Regions from separate parts of the Mus musculus genome. Here all the other regions are linked to region 1. A link is a contact called in public Hi-C and promoter capture Hi-C data. All regions are on one chromosome and are shown on one strand. Each heading gives the region's core, a stretch centred on a gene start, on an enhancer-like site or on the middle of the called end of the contact. The rest is flanking DNA. Distances are from core to core; before and after follow the strand shown.

Evidence for each region. Promoter capture Hi-C pulls out the DNA fragments that hold promoters and counts their contacts. A called contact is a pair of places that touch in the nucleus more often than the background predicts.
Region 2: a Hi-C map of cortical neurons shows a contact between it and region 1, with 2.7 times the contacts expected there. The contact joins two enhancer-like sites. A contact is called at or near these places in 8 of 39 promoter capture datasets (the 3T3-L1 cell line, the C10 cell line, cranial neural crest and 5 more), 4 of 484 Hi-C or Micro-C datasets (cortical neurons and nephron progenitors) and 1 of 9 other capture datasets (liver).
Region 3: a promoter capture Hi-C map of hippocampal neurons shows a contact between it and region 1, with 2.7 times the contacts expected there. The contact joins two enhancer-like sites. A contact is called at or near these places in 7 of 39 promoter capture datasets (the C10 cell line, frontonasal cranial neural crest, hippocampal neurons and 4 more).

What each region holds. Positions count from the first base shown.
Region 1 is chr3:154,650,770-154,655,405 of GRCm38.p6, forward strand. No RefSeq gene overlaps it. Among named protein-coding and RNA genes, the nearest start is that of Tyw3, 56 kb to the left of the region's middle. Within about 2 kb of position 2,457, at least 29 of the 459 cell types and tissues checked have an H3K27ac peak or open chromatin away from gene starts, as enhancers often do. A contact at or near this core is called in cortical neurons and hippocampal neurons, where this site is marked.
Region 2 is chr3:157,214,468-157,219,103 of GRCm38.p6, forward strand. All of the region lies in intron 6 of Negr1 (neuronal growth regulator 1), which reads left to right. Among named protein-coding and RNA genes, the nearest start is that of Gm24373, 5.9 kb to the left of the region's middle. Within about 2 kb of position 2,049, at least 21 of the 459 cell types and tissues checked have an H3K27ac peak or open chromatin away from gene starts, as enhancers often do. A contact at or near this core is called in cortical neurons, where this site is marked.
Region 3 is chr3:157,179,879-157,184,514 of GRCm38.p6, forward strand. All of the region lies in intron 6 of Negr1 (neuronal growth regulator 1), which reads left to right. Among named protein-coding and RNA genes, the nearest start is that of Gm24373, 29 kb to the right of the region's middle. Within about 2 kb of position 2,328, at least 15 of the 459 cell types and tissues checked have an H3K27ac peak or open chromatin away from gene starts, as enhancers often do. A contact at or near this core is called in hippocampal neurons, where this site is marked.

The DNA.
Region 1 (4,636 bases), core at 1,207-3,706:
GGAGTAGAGGACTTGGCTGAGAGCACTTGGAGAGAGATGGGGAGGGGAATGGAGAGAGAGAACCTCTATTTTCCACTGGGTGAAACACCATTATTTTGTGCCTGTCATTGTTTTGGGGCTTCTAATGCTTTGTTGTACAACTAAACCTGTGATAAAATTAAAATCCCCATAAACGAGCTGCCAGGAGGTGCATCTGAGAACACGGTTGATGTCACAGGTGTGCCAAATGTTACATCTTTGTCAGGAAAATAGACTTGAAATTGTATAGCAGGGTGACTTTTCCTGGGGCGGAGGAAAGCTGCAATTCGTAGGTCTCTGCTCCTTCCCAAGAATGGATTTCCTGCTTCCGGATCCCAAGAGACTCCTTGTACCCGCTAGGGAAAGCGTCCTCACCACAGAGGCTCCTGTTGCCCAAGGAGTGCTTCACCCAGCCTTGGCTTTTCAGTGGAGAGAGGGCCACAGCACCATCTCTGCAGTGCTTAGGACCTGATCCTGCCGTTTCCTCAGAGCACTGCAGGAAAGAATGTCACTGTGGTCTAACTTCCCACACTCTTAGCAGAGCCTCTCTGTCTACTTTTCTTCATCTTCCATCACCCAACACCGGCCTCCCGTTCTCCATGGAGACATGGCGGAAGCTTGAGCTTCACCCACCCCTTTCCCGTCCGCAGTCAGAACAGCAGAGTTCTGTCACGTGGTTTTGCTAGTTGGAGGCAGCAGACAAAATTCTGACCAGGGATATTTTTTGTTTGCCCTGTATAGTGTTGTAAAAATTAGAATGTTTCACCCAAACCATCTGGATTTTCAGCTTCTTTGTAAAAAGGAGAAGATGTGTTAGTCTTAGAAGGTATTTCTAGAAGACTGTCAGCAGCTGAAGTGCAGCCAACTTTGATGGCTGTGTGGGAAGACATCGCCCTCCAGCACCTTCTGCTTTTCCAGCTTTGGCATTTGACTTCTTGCTTGATACTGTAAAGAAGAAGAAAAGCTTTCCAGATCAGATCAGACCCACCTTACAACGGAGGCTTAGCAGAAACTACAGCGAACCAAACAAAACCCTCAAGTGAGCCCTTCGCTGGCATTTAGACTTCCCGTGTCTTCCTGCTTTGGCACATAAGGCTTCCAAATGTGAAGATGGAAGAAGAGGGACGATTCAAACACCTGTAGCCTCTTTTCAGTGGGGCATACAGGTCTCCTTCTTCTGGGGCTGCCACTGTCCCCCGACTTCTATTTAGAATACTTTAGACACCTACCCCTGCAGATGCTTTTCATAGTCCTGTGGAGCCTGACTAGACACTCACAGCCTTGTCAGAGGTCTCTTCTGTGGAATGATCCTCCCAGGATTTGCCATGTTAACAAACCATACCGTGCTCAGTACTGCGAGTTCACAGACAGCCCTTTTGTCTAGGAGCATTGACTGTCATGCCTGGGAGTAAATTTTCTATGTAATCTCCACACAGGGCTGAGTGTGTCCCAAAGGCTGCTCTGTCATCTTATGGCTGTAAAGGGCACTCACTGTTTGTGTCATAGTCCATGTGGACCGAACACACACTCCCAGCCGATACTCTAATAGCTGGGACAGCCTGCAGAGGTGACAGTCACATGGGATGATATTCAGCGGCTGATCAGGGCTGCTAGGCTGTGATAGAAAGAAGATGTGGGTGTGCTCAAGGAGCTGGAGTGAGATGAGGGTATGGGCTCCACTGGAGAGACTTTCAAACTCATCTGCTTCTCCTGGTCCCCACACCCATGTGCCCAGAGGAAGAAGTAGCCTTTTGCCTCGCCTTAAAGCAAACAAGGAGGCTTGCAGAATGTGCAGCTTGAAGACCCCGGCTTTCAACATGGAGATGCCAGTGACAGGTACCTTAGCGTGTAGCTGACATGTGTTCAACGCAAGCCCACCCGAGGCTCAGCTCACTGTCAGTGTGAACAGATGGTGACACAGACTCCACAGGGTGGGTATGCCCAAAAGACGGTGTCCACAAAGCAGAAGCGTTTGTAGAGTGGCCATCATGACCAGTGAGAGAACGGACTGGGGGTGATGGGCCATGGTTACACAGTCACCGTGTCACTGAACGACTCTACACATAGTTCCCAAGATGGCTGAAACAAACATCTGTTTACCATGTGAACCGATATTTACTCAGATACCTTGATATCTCATATGTGAGAATCCTTTTCTGAGGCTCGATTAGAAGCAACTTGCTTCCTAGGCAGCCACCACTGGCTGAACGTGCAGTGCCCTGGCTAGTATCTCACGCTGTCTTCTAGGTTGGTCAGCCATTAACCCTTTCAAGCCCCGTCTATTTCAAGCGTACCCCGAACATAACATCCCCGCAGAGGAACCAAGAATTAGCTGAGATGCCTGTTAGGACACAGGAGGCGTTAGGTTTAGGTTTGCCGTCTCAGCTGCCACCCTGGTCCTAAGTTGTTCCTCCCTAACCACCCTGCAGGGGGCAGTGTAACACCGGGGCTGACGGCCAACCAAGGCGGGGGTCCTGACTTAGCTGTGTGTGTGACTTCAGGCAAAGTGCTTCAATTCCCTGCTTCTCAGAATCATTCTCTGTAAAAAAGCTGAAAATGATAGTATTTGAGTTTAAGATGAGACCTGACATTTAAAGCGTTTGGCACAGAGCCTGGCCCTCGTTGTGCACCAGCATTGTTTTTTCGGGTCATTACTACCATCCTTCATAGGGCCACGGAGGTAGAATTTATTAGCTTCGATGATGAGGCCCATGTCTGTCCCCCCAGAAATCTGGACAGTCTCTTTGAAACACTCCTTGCCACTGTCCTTGTTCTTTTTGGTGATTGAAGGCCTTCAGTTTAGTCGGCCTGAGAATAAAGAGTGGCTCTTCAGCAGGGGAGGCAGAGCGGGAGGCAGAGGAGGGATAGGAGGAGGGATAGCCACAGAATTCCACCCGACTCTGGATCTTTTTAACCCACAGTCTCCTGCTGATTCCTTTGAGATGGGTCCTCCCCCAAATTCTAGGTATCTGGTCACCATCCTCCAAAATAACTGGATGGCTTTGATCCTGTCCTCTCTATTCTAACCATCAGCTTTCCCTTTAACCAGTTGATTGGAGAGGGGTGGCTCAAATCACAGGAGGCTCGGAGTCTCTCTCCTGATGGTCTCTGTAACACTGGCCTGGTTATCCCATCACTCGGGCATCTGTGCCTCCTCCTGCAGTCTCTGGATTCCTTCTGGGTTGTCAAAAGTGAACTATAAAAGATCAGGGGAGAGAGTACCTTAGTATAATATTTTTTATATTACCTCAAGTCAAATGTTCTCGGGAAACAAGACTATTTTAAACCAAGAACAGCAAGTAATAGCTTCCTGCAGGAAAGACTAATTTACCAAAATTTGATGACCCTTAAAATCAGGTAGCCGCTCCACAGCTGTGAATCACCTCAGGCCAGCTTCTCTGTGATGACTGACAGAAAATCTGATGACTTTCAGCAGCAAGGGCTGTTCATCGCTCATCTCATCCTGCTGGCTGTATTTACAAAGACACACCTAGAGAGAGGGGGAGGGGAGAGAGGGAGAGAGAGAGAGAGAGAGAGAGAGAGAGAGAGAGAGAGAGAGAGAGAGAGAGAGAGAGAGAGAGAGAATTCCAGGGACTGCTGAAGAGTGTCCCCAGTAGTGACACATGTAGTTTTCACTCAGACGTTGTTATTTATAAAAGTCTCTCGCCATGCCAACACTAGCTAGGTCAATGCTGGGGACACAGGTTACATCTCCATAGCAACACGCATGGCTGGGACTTGTGTTTACATAGGGACCAAGCAGGGGAGAGAGAACTTCTGACCTCTGCTTATGTCGGTTCTGTGCAGTGTGATCTCTGAAAACAATTTTCAGAACTTATGACACCTCACATATGCAACTACTCAAGTCTGAGTTCGAAGTCACGAGACCAAGCAAGCTGGACGAGTAGAGGGGCTTCTGCTGTCTGTGGCTGGCTATACACGCTGACCCCCACCGCCACCCCGACTCCCATCTCCCCTTTGGGATTTTGTCCTGTGTTACTTGTCTACTCCCTTTTAGATGAGAGTTCCACAGACCACTCTACGCTTCCCCTCTCCTCGTTCCGAGGCTTCTCCACACTGCTGCGCACGGCAGCACGGGTCTTGTTCTAAGTTGAGTGGTTCTAACCACTCAGCTTTTGTCCTTTGCCTCGCGGCTCAGAACGCAGCCTCTACTGCTGGGTACTAGTAGAACACGGCAGACTACAAAAGCCACCAAGTCCCGCTGCTTCCCTTTCCAGTGGTGTGAACCTGACCTCATCTGAACCTCTCTTGCCAGCAGCTCTGTCTGACCAACCATTTGGCGCACGGCTGGGAGCTTTTAGTAGTGACAGCTTTGCACAGTTAGATAAGCCTCTAACCACAATTCGCATCCCCAGAATCCGAGTGGCTGTTACCAGTGAAGAGGAAAACACCAAAGAAGAAGCAGTGGAACATGGCATTCCCTTCTTGCTCTCACGAATGCTAGAGATTGGTACCCAGGCCTTGTGCTTGCTAGGCAAGCAACCCGCCCACGCCATGGAGCTGCATCCCTAGCCCCGCCCCGAGTCTCAGGGTCAGATCTCGGATCACCCGCAGTTCTGTATACAAACTGTTCAACTCAGGGACTCTTGGCTTTTGC
Region 2 (4,636 bases), core at 799-3,298, 2.6 Mb after region 1:
ACTGTCATCCCAGATGAAAAGGATTCCATTAAATTTTTAAGTGTGTCAATACACACTTGGTATACATACATTCATGAATGTTATAGGGGTGGGGTTTGCTGTTTTGTTTTGTTCTTGTTAATAGTTGACTATTAACTTGTGGCTTTTCCAGATGTTCTTATGTTATTTTTATCCATCATTCTTCTGCATTTATTCCTCCCCCTTTCCTAAAATGTGCCCTTCTCACACTCCTCCTGACAGGTCCCTTTGTATCCCAACATTCCCCTTTACCCTCCATCCATATTCTTCTGTATCAACCTTGAATGTTGACACAGGTCTCTCTCTGGCCTGTACCTCCCTGATAGGTTGGCTCAGTGGCCCTGGCACTGGGTTTGCAAGTATGTATCACCATACCAACTTTGTATGTCAATTTGAGCCTCAAACACAAGATCTAATGCCTGAAAGACAACACTGTACAGATGGAACTGATATCCAGAATCCATAAGAGCAGGTTCTTTTCCACTGTGAGTATTGAAAATCTCCCTTTTTCTAGTGGCTATACCTGAAGAGGATACAACGGTCAAAATCCACTTTATCTGCATGGTTTCTGTGCAGACTGGAGGCTCATCAAGCTTCCTCTGGCCACCGATTTTCCTGTTTCATCACTAAATGTTTCAACCATATATCGTTTAAGTAAATGGTATCTCCTAATGTTCACTTTTCCTGAACCATTGAACAGTGTGTATTTTGCCAATTAACATCAGCTTTGGTTCAAATGTGTCAAGAGGCCACAAGTGATAGAAAATAAAATCTATGCTAGGAGGGAGGCTGCACACTTAGTCTTTGGAATAAGTGCTCTCCAAGTACCCTGCATTCAGCAACTGATTGTCCTCATGGGATGAGTACCTGCATTTGTCTGTGGATGGAACAGTTCTTAGGGTGTCTTGTACAGGTGTGTGTGTGTGTGTGTGTGTGTGTGTGTGTGTCTGTGTCTGTGTCTGTGTCTGTGTCTGTGTCTGTGTCTTGCATGCATACTTGCTTAGCATACTTGGCTAAGTCACATGTGCTTTGAGTCCTGTTTTGTCACCTACATATAGAAGAAAAACACATACTGTCTGCTTACTTTATGCCACAGTGGTGACACTGGGTAGATTAAACTCCTCTGAACTTTAGTTTACCCAGCTGCAAAACAGGAAAAATAACATCTTACCTTATAAGGTAATTGTAAAAACAAGATAATCTCTCTAAAGATCTGAGCACAGTCTCTGGTACATGATAGACATTTTATAAATAGTTAATGTGATGGATTACATGTGTATTGTGTACAGAAGATTACAATCATTAATGTCTTCTACTTAGTGACAGCCCAGAATGGAAAATTTGGAAGGATGTGAGTAAGGGGAAGTCTGAATAGATATGGCTGGCATGATATCAAGAAGTTTTTAATTCCACTGAAATTCAGTTTGCTCTGTAACAGCCCACGGTGAGGTACAGTGGGGAGAAAACCCTGGGGTTGTCTTCCCACACATGCAGTAGAACACCAAGTATCTGACAGGTCAGTCACTACCAAGTGGGGTAGGTTAGCACCTAGACCACAGTCAGAATTCTGTGTACCAGGTCAGGGCTTCTGTGTAAGCTGATGTCTGTCATCTGGCTCCATCTGCAGCCTTTGTTCATTAGTACACTCCACCAAGACTACTGCTTATTAGATGTCAGGGAAAGAACACAGGGGAAGGATGCAGTGCCCAGTATAGCTTGAACTCTGCAGGAAGGAGTAACAAGGCCCCTTCTGCATTTCCAGGGCCTCAGCTGTGCTCCTAGCTAGAAGGCCTGTCTGCAGAAGGTTTTTTGCTGGCTTCTGCAGTTATTGTCAAATAAGTTTCAAGGAAAAGAAATTCTCTCCAGATTTCCTCTAGATTAGAAGGAATTATATTCCTTTGCAACCCAATTTTCTGTGCTGATTTCAGAGTCAATATCCCTTTTAAATCTCAGGGGAACCCCCTCCTCCGTGTGTGTGTGTGTGTGTGTGTGTGTGTGTGTGTGTGTGTATAGAGCTCTAATGAAACTCTGGTACATGAGTGCAGCTGCGAGCAAGATGGGGACACAAAGCCTTTGCTGCTTTGCAGACTACTCGGATAGAGCCACTAATTAGAGTGCTCATCGTCTCTCGTTAATAGAAATTGTTGTCTTGATAAAGAAAAATTTTAAGGTTGAATTTGTGTAGTAGCCATTTATAACAACATAAAGTGGTAACAGTGCTGCAATGATTTTTAAAGCCATTTATTATCTTTTCAATTAAAATAAAATATGCTAAGGTCCTGGAGAGATGGCTCAACAAGCATGAGGACAGAGAACAGATTTCTAAAAGCCTCATAAAATCCAGATTGATCCAATGACTGCCTGTAACCTTATCACTCTGCAGACAGAGACAAATATCCACAAAGCAAGCTGGCTTACTAGGAGCTGAAGTGGCAAGCTGCAAGTCCAGTGAGAGACCCTGCTTCAGTGTATAAGCTAGAGAGCAGCCTCAGTGTATAAGCTAGAAGGTAGCCAAGGAAGACACTTGAAATCAACCTCAAAGTTTCACACGCATGCACATGCATGCACTCATGTATACACAGGTGCATATACTACACACATATGCATTCGCCTGCACTCTGTCATGCATGTATAAGCATGAATACTATACATACACACATGCACACATGACCATACATGCACACATATGCACATATGTGTGCACAATATGCACATATGCACACATGCATACATACACACAAACACATGGACATACATAAACATGCACACATTCATGCATACAACAAATGCACATATGCACACACATGCACACGTGAGCATATGCACACATGCATACACACATGCACAGGCACACACACACATGAAATGTAAACAGATAAACTCTCACTTATAAAGACATTGCTATTTGCAGTCAGTGTGCTACATGGCTTATGTCTGCACTTGTTTACTCTCCTCATGAGACTTCACCTATGCTTGTAAACCCACAAACCTACAGGGGAGACTTCTGCATTCTGCATCCAGGATTTGGCCATAGGTCAGTTTCCCTTAAATGCTCATCCTTAATCACCTTGTGTTGGAAACAAAGTTACCCAGGGAAGTATGTAGGCTAACCATGAGGACCTAATATTTACATATCAGACCCCTGCAATCCAGAGATTTCATGGTGACCCACCCTCAGGTTTCCAGAGAAATGTAAACTAAGTTTTCTGGCAGCCTGAAAACTTCAATCTATACTGAAAAGAGGCTCCTATCATTGGGCATCAGCTATGCCCATGAATGTGGACCACTCACTAGTTCCTTCCCGGTGGGAAAGCTGTGGTTCCAATACTACCCTCTGCTTCCCTGTCAAGCCTGCTGATGCTTTATATGGAAAGGGCTCACATTGGGTCCCTACGGTTGTTGTGCCTTCTCTGTCAGCTTAGAGCCTGTCTTCTGAGCCCTTATCCATGCTAACCTTAGTCCTGGCAGAGCTGCATGCTCTTCATCCTACTGCCTCAGCACCACAGTGAACGGCAATCAGATCTTTCAGTGAAACCATGGCAACCAAAAGGATTAATTTCTGCCTTGTCTCTGTAGCTCAGTCTTGTTATCTCTCCAAAGTCCAAAAGATACACACACACACACACACACCCTCCACCACCACCACCACCACTGCATCACAGCATAAAATAACATAATAACATTCTAGGATCCAAATATGACCTAAAATACATAGATAAGAAGGGGCTTGGCACCAGAGAATCTGGTACCAGGCCATGCATGTAGTGAACAATAATTAGCGTACTCTACAGAAAGATTCACTGCCAGTGGCTTGTTGTTTCTTGGTGCTTTCTTAAATAAGATGTCTTCTTGTGCTGGAGAAAATTACATCTAATAAAGAAAAATATTCTGGTTTTTTTTACAGTGTCTTGTTTTATGCATAATTGTCTACACTGTCTGTCTGAGTGAACTTCTCTTTACCCTGTTTTATGTACAATCAAAACTGCCCCTCTGCCACAGCTGATCCCACAGCCCCACAGTGGCTTCAGTGATACATAGTGCCCTTATTCCTCCCTGGAGCATTGTGATGCTGCAGGTAATGAGTGAGAAGCAGACTCTTGGGGCCTCTGTGGCTCACCAGGAGAGTGCACTCCACACCTTGAGAAAGATATTTCTCTGCTTACAAGTTGATGACTAAGGTGCAAAATAGTGGCTCCCATCTGATCCCTATAAAAACAGTGACATTCTTGAAAGCTAAGCACTCTGTAAAACCACCATTAGCTGCATGGAGGTTTGTATGTGTAAAGGCCTTGCTCAGCTGTGTGCTTCTGTTTTGATAACACTCTCTGCACTAGCTGAGCATTCTTTCTCTGACACTGAGCCCTATACTAAAGCCAGGAACTGTACCTGCTGTTGACTCAGAAAATGAGAGAGAGAGAGAGAGAGAGAGAGAGAGAGAGAGAGAGAGAGAGAATGAATCATGGCAAATACTTCTGTTAGTACAAAAGTCTATTACAGAAGCCTCCTGAGGTGGCAGGGGTTGAATCTGCCTGTTTTCCAGACTGGTGAACAGAAGTCATTGGTACAAAGGCTCTAGTGGTGGCCCAACTCTTGCTTCAAATATTCTACTGTAGTAGTT
Region 3 (4,636 bases), core at 1,078-3,577, 2.5 Mb after region 1:
GGTTGTTACAGGATAAAAATTACAACACTCCTCATCAGTGTAGACCATAGACCAGTGGCTCTTTGCTTACCAGAAAACATCTCTGAAGTGCAGCCAGATCTTCACTCATGACACATAAGGTGGTGTAGCTCAGGCAACATATCAGCCTTTTAAATCCTGTTCTTTCTTCTTTAAAATTATCACTCATAGGCTTAATCTGATAAAGAGTTTGTGTTAAATAGTGGACATAGTTTATCTTCCAAACATGTCTGTATTATATAATTCTCCAAATACCACGATTTAACAATTATCAAAATTGAACTAACCCTAGAGATAATCAAAATTAGTTCTGAATTTTTAATCCAGAGATAAATTATCCTCACTGAATAAGGCATCACACATACAAAGAACATATGTATATGCTTTAATATAAAATAGGAGCATAATAAGGAAAATAAATAATTTAAGTTCACTAGGAGATTCCCAAGTCTCATAGGCTGAGTAAAATATAAAACATATTTTGCAACTATTTACAAAATGTACTGACTCTTCCAGGAAAAAAAAATATAACAAAGAATTTGTAAGACAAGAATGCTGCCTATTAGATACTGTGTATAAAATGCTGCCCATAAGACACTGTGTATAGAATGCTGCCCATTAGATACTATGTATAGAATGCTGCACATTAAATATTGTACATAAAGTGCTGCCCATAAGATACTAGGTATAGAATGCTGCCCATTATATACTGTATATAAAATGCTGCCCATAAGATACTGTGTATAGAATGCTGCCCATTAGATACTGTGTATCAAATTTTCATCATGAGTTCACCCTCTAGCTCCTCCCCTCATGCTAGATGTGAAGAAATTACCCCAGGGAGAAGACTTAATACCATTATTGTCATAACTCTTCAATGCAGAACTTGGATAAGATCTCAATTCTCCTAACACTTTGTTTTTTATTTTATTCCTGTGCTTTCAGAAGACCACAGAACTTGATGTCACTATTTGAATTGTTTGAAGTGTTTCCCTTCTCAAATAGTGACATCTGCTTGACACCATCCATAGATACTTTAGAAAACATAAGACTCCTGGCTCAAAGACACAAGACTGTTTCTCTCAGCAATGTCAGATGAAGTAGCAGTAGAATGAGCCTATTGCATTAGTTTCAAATGCCAAAGTCGTATCACAGATTTCCTAGGTGACCACTCTCCAAGCTGATGCTTCTATTAGGGGGATGCAGCATCCAGAGGACCCAGGGCCGGGCATCAGCCAGAGACTTCTCTTTGTCTTTGGACCTGGAAAACAACATTTACTTTTTATACTTGACATTTCCAATAAAGTCAGTAACAACAAAACATTTAGCAATATCAGGGAGCTAGGAAAGAACGGCTCCTGACCACCTGTGGGGAGAAGAAATGACAGCAGTGGTGGTTGTTTTCCTAATTCCTAATGTTTGTTCAGGTGCACTGGAACCTGTGTGAAAATGCAGACTAATGTGGCAGTTCCATGTGAGAGCTAGAGTCTAACCTTCACACCTACAGGGAAAGAGACACAGAAGGTTCAAAAACAGCAGTCACATAGCCAGTCTCTCCAGGAAGCAGGATCTCAGAAGAGCATGCTCAGCCTGTGTTCTCCATTTTGGATATCTCTTCCAAAAGTCCAGGAAGTCTTCTTGTCTGATCTCCCAGATTTAGGAGCTGGTGGTAGACTGGCACAGCCGTAAAAAGTAAACATGAGCTAAGCATGTATGTGAAGAAACCCTGCAATCTGATCTGAATATGTAGAGCAGATCAGCCTAGAGCACCATGCACTACAAGCATGGTCAGCTCATTCTTTCTGAAAAGTGAAACTACAGATGGAGTCACTCTACCTTGTGAAGCCCATCTATGGATTCAGCATGAAAGGTCATTCTTTCAGAGCAGAGCTTGAAGCCCAAGATGTCAGCTGCTCTCTCTATGTAGGTGATATGAATCCATAATGCAAGTGACACCCCAAGTGTCCCCCAATCAGAGGCATAGAAGAGTGAAACCTCAGGGCTTGAGAATTGTCCAGAATTTATTTTCTCCTGTCAGAACGTGGCCTCTGAGCTTTCCCATCTCAAGCTTCCTCAAACGCTTCTCTGCCAGGCTTCTCAGCATAGAAAACTGTTTTAAGATAATAATCAGCAACATGGTCACCCTTTATCGGGTGCTTACCAGCTTTTCCTCCAGGGCCCCTCTGAGGATGTAACACACCAAGGGCTAAGGTACCATTTCTATTCATTTACTAGTGTCTAGCACAGCAATACATGAAGCCAGACACAGTTATTAACTGGCAGTGTTTCCATGGCAATAACTTCAACACTGAGGAAGCTTAATGTGCTTAGCATTTACAAAACAAGCTTGAACACACAGATATATTTCAGCAGCCATCCTCCCAAAAGCCTGTTATGTAAAGTCATCAGGCCTCAAACACACATGCTCTGTGTTGGAAAAATCAATGTATATGATTGGCAGCAATTGAGAACACCTGCCAATAGAAATCTCTGTAGGATTTGCTCATCTCAATCATGAGAGAGACTTAATGTTCGAGGGAGGACTGTGGATGACTATGCCCCCTGTCCAGAATTCTTAGGACCTGTGTGTTCCAAGCCATTCCTTACATTACACACTGCAGAGACTGCATGGGTCTGGATCCAAGCAGAGCCCCGAATCTTGAATGTTTACCAACTTCTTCCCCAGGAGCAGTTAGAATCTCTCAGAATCTCAAAGGCTCCTTTTCACCTTTGTTGAAATCTGCTGTGTGTCAGTAGCTGTCATTAAGAACAAGGAACTGAGGTTAGGCAGGTCAGCAATGCTTTGATGGCTTATGAGAGCTTTAAACTTGAATGAATAACTTGCAGTGGGACTAAAATAAAGTCTATTGAAACCCAGAAATTATCGATATTCAAATATAAAAGGAAATGGCTGATACTCAGAGTTCATTGTGAAAGTATCTCCCCAAAGCATGGCTATGATATGTCACTATCATCCAGTACTGCTCTGTCCTATATCAAGTGAGAATCACCTGTAATGGACAAGTCACCAGAGCGTGTGTCACCTTCACCCTGTGAGCTGTTGGAAAATGCAAATACATCATGCCATCTGTAAGGAGCTCCCAGTTCAGAGCTTAAAACTCACCTTTGTTAGTGCTTTCGTGTGTTTTAGACAGTTATTTCAACATGTATCTTGACAGACTAAATTGATCAACCCTACAGAAACTCCTGCTGATTTTTTATCTTATTTTATTTTTTAGAATGCCAAATCATGACACCAGATCAGATGATGATTAACTGTGGGTGGACTAGGGCCTCGGGAAATTACTAAATTGGATTTGGATTGACAAAGTGATGCGACTCTAGGCTGCCTAACTGCTTTCCTACACAGCCAAACACATAACTCTCTCATCCTGACTTTGAGAAAACTTCAGATAAGTCTGTCTAATAAGTCTCTCTCAAAATATATTCGTGAATAAGAAAGATGCAATGATAAATTCTATTAAAAAAATGTATCCTACTTGCTATTAATTTTCACAAGATATATGAGCCGTTAACACAATAATCCATTATATTTAACACAGTGCCTAAAATGAAGGCTCTCTTTGGCTGTTTGACACACCATCGGTTTAGTCGAGAAATTAGGCCAGCGCACCTGTCCAGAATGGCAGGTATCACAGCTCTGAGAATGATGTGGTGTAGACTTCTCCCAGCAGAGCATTGGCCTGGCTTCAGCTGTTTCTCCATCATTAAAAAAAAGGAACATAGACACAAATAGACACAATAGAGGTCACCTTACAGTGTCTTTATCTAAATTAAGACAAGGGAAAAATGTGTGAAGTTGCATGGATTGGGAAGAGAGGTAGGCAGAAAGTAAGGAGAAACCATAAACAACAACAACAAAAAACTTATGAAAAGGTTTATTTTCAATTAAAAATTTTAACAAGGGAAACTTAAAGAAGAAAAAGAAAGAACTGCAGAAATTACATAAGCACATTGACAACAAAGAATAATGATAAAAGTTTTGGGCCAACCTGCCATCCATATGTTCTGGGAAATCGTCATCAGTTTGATTATACTATAGGTTAGTTTTCCTTATGGTCCATGATGGCCTGTTTAGCAGAGTTAACTATAACATCTTCAAACATATACATATATGTATACATATACATCATATACATATATACATACATACACACATATGTGTGTATACTTTTTTATTAGATGTTTTCATTATTTACATTTCAAATGCTATCCCCTTTCCTAGTTTCCTCTCAGAAAATCTCCTATCCCCTTCTTGCCTCCCCCTGCTCCCCAACCCACCCACTCCCACTTCCTGGCCCTGACATTCCCCCATGCTGGGGCATAGAACCTTCACAGGACCAAGGGTGTCTCCTCCCATTGATGACCAACTAGGCCATCCTCTGCTACATATGCAGCTACAGACATGAGTCCCACCATGTGTTTTCTTTGATTGGTGGTTTAGTCTCAGGGAGCTCTAGGGGTACTGGTTAGATCATATTGTTGTTCCTCCTGTAGGGCTGCAGATCCCTTCAGCTCCTTGCTTACTTTCTTTTTCATTGGGGACCCTGTGCTCCTTTTTAAAGAAGTAGCTAAAGCTATACTTATTAGTTTTCCT